2 separate regions of the Urocitellus parryii genome follow, and region 1 is linked to region 2. Evidence: chromatin contacts called from public Hi-C data. All regions are on one chromosome and are shown on one strand. Each heading gives the region's core, a stretch centred on a gene start, on an enhancer-like site or on the middle of the called end of the contact. The rest is flanking DNA. Distances are from core to core; before and after follow the strand shown. Region 1 holds the start of LOC113191210 (glutathione S-transferase alpha-3-like). Region 2 holds the start of LOC144256649.

Region 1 (2,889 bases), core at 306-2,805, 260 kb before region 2:
AGCCCTTTTTTTTTTTTTTTTTTTTTTTGAGAGAGAGAGAGAGAGAGAGAGAGAGAGAGAAAATTTTAATATTTATTTTTTAGTTTTCGGCGGACACAACATCTTTGTTTGTATGTGAACCCCGGCCACACGCATGCCAGGCGAGTTCACTACCACTTGAGCCACATCCCCAGCCCCACCTCAGCCCTATTTTGAGACAGGGTCCTACTCAGTTACTTAGGGCCACACTAAGTTGCTGACATTGGCCTTGAACTTGCAATCCTCCTGCCTTAGTCTCCCCAGATGATTATAGGCATGCACCACCATTCCTGGCTTTAGCCAGCCTTGTTTTAACCAAGGCCTCTGAGACATCAGACACTATCCTTTCCAATCCCTCCTTCTCCCTAGTTAGGTGGTGGCCCAAGCACCTATATGGCTCTCAGGGCAGCTATGAAACAGGGCCCATCTGGTCTGGGGCCTTTGATTTATACACTGGGTGTAGAACCTAGGACAGAAGACAGGCAGCTGTGAATGCCTGTGGGCTCTGACCCCTTCCACAATGGCAGGCAGGCAGAACCCAGCCAGGGAGAATAAGCCCTATTTGTTTAGCTTTGCCTTGTAGCTGGAAGTCCAGGAGTTTCAGACACACACATGTCCCCAGATTTTACCATGGCCACCTGCCTAGACCTTAGAATCCAGAGGCTAAAAACTGAAGACACAGTTCAAAATAAGATATGTGCAGGGCTTTGGGATCTTACAACTTTAACTCACTGACAAATCAAGCAAGCATCAGAAATATCAAAGTAGCAACTGTTTTATCGCCTTACAACATTTAGCAGAGGCAATATAATCTGTTTTGACAGGCAGACCCAAGCAAAAATGTCCATTATATTTAAATACTGACAAATTTGAACTTTTTATTTTATTTTACTAACTATTTCAAAACTGCCTTTATTCACCAAAGATTTATTAACTCATATGAACAAAAGTGATTTGGATCAATCACTCTATATGAATTTTAAGAGGATAAGTTTTATTTATTATAAGTGCTGAGTTAATTTGCTTAAATTAATTAAAATACAGCATTTATATATCAGTGGTAGAAAAAATCACACATTTATAACATAAACATATATAGACACAAATGCATAAACAGAAATAGATTTTATAGTTTTTGTCTGTGAAACTCATAGTCATATCTAGGTCCTGTAATTTAAAATATATAAATTAGGCTTTGCAAACGAAATAAATTAAGATTAAGAAAAGTCTTTTAAAACTTTATTGGCTCAAATTTTAAATTGTGAAAGGAATGTGAAGGGAACTTTTAGAAGCATATTTTAGTTTTTCTTTCACTTTGTTTTTGAGCACGTAGTACAACTTAGCTCAGTTGAGAAAGCAGGAAACAACCACCACCACCACCAAAACAAGTTTCTTACCTCTCTTTTTTGAGCCAAAGGAATCTTCTGAGAAGAGGGATTTAAAGAATATCTAGGTAATTTTCTGGTCTTTATATTTGAAGGACAAGAAAGGCAGCAGGCTGCCCTGCCCAGAGGAGGGTGGGGTGAGGGGGTGGAAGGTGGAGGGAAGGGGAGGGGAGGAGGAGGGACAGAGCCAGGGAAGGAGGGGAAGAGAGCAAGCAAAAGGGAGTGAGAGAGTACACTCCAGTGTGGCAACGGAGCTGTCATAGGATTTTTTATTTTTTTAATTCAGTTGTTTGCTAGGTAACCTGAGAACTACTTTCTCTAAGAGAACCCATAGTTGATTCCCTTTATTTGCTTTTTAAAAAAATACCAGTGTATTTTATTTGGCTTTACTTTGCCTTTCCAATTGAAAGCACACATAGATTAATTTGGGGGTGTCAAAAGATCCCCAATTTTGTATCAAATAATGCAGCTTGTAGTAATGTGTGATAGGAGCCACAAGAAACTGGTACATTCTTTTCCCACTTTTCTCCCACTAACATGGGATTATTTTGAAACCAATGACAGACACCATATCACTTTGCATATGCTGGCATTTATGTCTAACAGGTCAGGAGTCTTTACTAAATGTAATCACACTATTCTCCTACCATGCCCACATTTGATTCCTTAAATTCAGCAACTATTTAGCATTCAGATTTCTCCAGTTGTTCCATAGGATTTATTTAAAGTTGGATTATTCACACTAAGACCCAAGCAAGGTCCACATAAGGCATTTGAGTAACAAGGATAAATGTATTTGTAGATGTGACTAAATGAACACAGAGAGTCAGGCAGAAGGTATGGGGATGTGTGAGGAGTTCTCAAAGCCCAGAGTGAGGAGGTGCCAGGTGTAGAGGCACTGGAAGGGACAAAAGTTGACCTGGAACAGAGGATGGCTCTGTTCTGTTCTTTGTTATTTCTCCACCTATTAAAAACCACACTGAAGAATCCATAGTAGACCTAGAGCTCTTCAGATGCATGTAAGGAAAAAAAAAAGCATGTTTATTATCATGAATAAAATGGTTCCAAATGAAAAGAAAACTTCATCATATCTTTACTCAGAAAAGTTTCAAAAAACACAAAGAACTTTTTTTCCTGTGCAAACCTGAGACTGTCACTCTTGACTCTGTGACAGACTGTGTCACAGATAAATAGGAGTGTTCCTGGGCAAGATCAAACAGGCCACATCATCTACCTTCTTCTCTAGAATTTGACTTTTTAGGGGTACTGGGGATTTAACCCGGTACCACTGAGCCTCACCCCAGCCCTTTTTTAATTTTTATTTTGAGACAGGGTCTCACTAACTTGCTGTGGGCAACACCATGTCTCCATCTGCCCCACACTTTAAAAGGGAGCACTCAGGAAATGTCAGGATGTTCTTCTTCTTCTTCTTCCCTTCCCCCTTCCTGTCCCCTCCCCCTCCACTCTCCCCTCCCCCTCCACTCTC
Region 2 (2,700 bases), core at 134-2,633:
CCAGCCACCATTTTGACTTGGCAGAGTGGACAAAACAAAGTGGAAAGGGAGAAACCAAAAATGTGCAGGGTCACTGTAGGGTTAGACCTTAGGGATTGGGATGGAAATGGTACAGAATGTCATTTAAAATAAAAAATCCCAGCACTTCTCTCATTTCTACACCCACTTCCTAGGGTTTTATAATTCTTGTCCTCAAATAGATAGGAAGAGGTTTTTTGGTTTTTTTTTTTTGGTAAAGATTCTTTACCAAATTGTAGAGCTTTGTTCCGAAACTATTTCAAATGTGCATATTTATGCATATATTAACTCCTTGCACAGTTAGGCATATGGCTGAGGCACAAATTCTTCTTAATAATTCATATGTTGATACAAATTTAAAACTCATTTAAATTTTATATTCAGCATTGGCACCATTCACTATTGAGGCACACCCTGAAACCTTACTCACTAGGAAATGAAAACTGTAACTATCAAACTTCTAGTGCTGAAGGCCAAAAATAAATAAATAAATAATGAACATCAATACCTTAGAAAAATCCAGTCCGCTGGCAAAATTCAGGGTGGTATTCCCTCAGCCTAGCCCAGCTTTATAGCAAACGCAAAATTTTACTTAGTTATAAGTGGGAATGAATGTTCTTCTCAGCAGAATGATGCATTAAACTGCGTTCTACACAAGCTCTTACTGTTGTTGTCAAAGTTTAAAAGGCCAACGTTACAAAAGAAACAGTTATTCAGTCAAATCCTTCAGTCTCCTTCTCAAAACATCTACTCAGGTTAGTAAAACAGAAATCAGAGCAGAAAGAAATTCAGTGAAAAATGGTTGCAAATAAGTATGTGGGGGTTCTTGCTCAGACAGACCCCTTGCGGGACAGCCAAGGGCCTAGTTAAGAAAATTGCAAGACCAAGTCCTCAACATCCCCGGAGAGGCTTCAAGGGGGCCAAGATCTTCCCCCCTCTCTCAGAGGTAAAGGTAAACACACCCATCAAAATCTTCCAGACTCGGGAGTTTTCATGCCAGGAGAGAGACACCCATACAACCGCGGTTTCCGAGGAACCACAGCGGCTTAGCTTCTTCCTGCCCCCCAGGCTTCGCGGGGCCATCGACAGGGGACCTCGGCTGCCCCAGCCCACCCCCCACCCCGCCTGGCAGGGCGCGGGGTGCAGCCCCTCCATCCACGAGCCCCACTTACTGGTGCCGCGGACTCAGGCGGGGGCCCGCCCCTGCGGAGAGCGCAGCTCGTCGGCGAGTGGGGCGCCGCCGCCGGCCCGGGAACTGGAAAGCGGGGCGATGCCTGCTAGGATGGGCCGCAGGCTCCGCGCAGGGACGCCCGGCAGGTCCGGCGAGTCGCCCGGGCCGCGGGGCGCATGGCAGTGCAGCTGGAACCCGGCTGCTCTCCAGCCTCCTTCAGGAAAACAAACAAAAGGCAGGGTGGCTGCTAGTGAGGACGACCGGCCGCTTTCCCTGGGAAAAGTTACCCTGCAGCTCCCCTCGCTGGCCCTGCGCGTCCCTGCAGCGCGGCCAGTTCGCCCTGGGCCCCGCCGAGGAGGCTGAGAGCTCGGGGACCGATTGCCCAGAACCCGAAGTCCACCGACAGATCGGCTGTCAAGATTTAGAAATGGAGACTGTCGCTGCATGCTCTGAGCACCACTAATTAAAGGTAATCCGGCTGAAACATGTTCCTGGTTTTAAAATACATAAGCTGAGGTTACACGACATTGTGAGGGCAACCAGTGCCATTGAATTGTACCCTCCCAAATGTTTAAAACAGCAAATTTTGTTATATATATTTTATAATAGAAAAATGTTTAAAATAAAAACTCAACCAATTCACTGTAGCATTCCCTTGAATCTTTAAGAGTGTCTACAATACTAGCACCTTTAATTTAAAAGACTGAATTCCTTATCCAGGTTGGGAGGCTTAATACACGTCCTCTACATAATATTCGTTCTTTCTGTGCTAGTTATGTTTCATCTAACACATACGCCTTTTAAACATATTATCTTTTTCACAATTATATTATAGACTTTACCTTAAATCATAAGGCTTGGCTGTGAAGCACTTTATAAAAAGAAATTGCTTCCAGATCCCTCGTTTAAATTTACCTAACTGTTGCAAGCCTCTCAATCATTTTCAGGAGCAACCAGAATCACCTGGAGGGCTATTTAAAACAAATTTGAGGGACCTACACTTGGCTTTCTAGTGTTGATGTTGCTGGTCAGGGGAATCACACTTCCTTAAACAACACAATTTTAACTAACAAATCAGTAACTCTTCAACACATTGAAGATTTTCTCTGAGTTTAAATTTCCCAGTTCATCACTATATCCCTCCTCTTTCTCCTGTTGAAGAAACCTACTAGTTGGTTAAGAATCCTAAGGTTTCCTCTTCCAAGAGGTAAAGGGTCATCCTACTGGGCAAACGTATAACATTTATCTACCTTTTTGTTTACTTAGCAATTGCCAAACCATATGGCAAATGAAAATTGCAAATCATCATCAGTGAAAACATAGGGAGACAAGGAGTCTAATGAATCATATACTACTCCTATGAAAAACAATTTTTAAAATAACTAAAATGATTAGTTTTTAGTCTAATTGTCCAGGCAAATCTACCTCACAAATGGAATAAACTTTCTGGAAAAATTACAGCCCTGTAAATACAATATGACAAAATACAATCCTGTAATGAGGGCTATTTG

What was found. Hi-C and Micro-C count contacts between places; a contact is called where the count stands out from the background.
Region 1: a contact with region 2 is called in a Hi-C map of muscle, with 2.9 times the contacts expected there. The contact joins the promoter of LOC113191210 here to the promoter of LOC144256649 in region 2. A contact is called at or near these places in 2 of 2 Hi-C or Micro-C datasets (liver and muscle).

The regions. Positions count from the first base shown.
Region 1 is chr8:98,985,559-98,988,447 of mUroPar1.hap1, reverse strand. LOC113191210 (glutathione S-transferase alpha-3-like) reads right to left here and starts at 1,555. Exons shown (of 7, transcript XM_026400881.2): 1 at 1,416-1,555.
Region 2 is chr8:98,727,354-98,730,053 of mUroPar1.hap1, reverse strand. LOC144256649 reads right to left here and starts at 1,383. Exons shown (of 2, transcript XM_077802013.1): 1 at 1,191-1,383.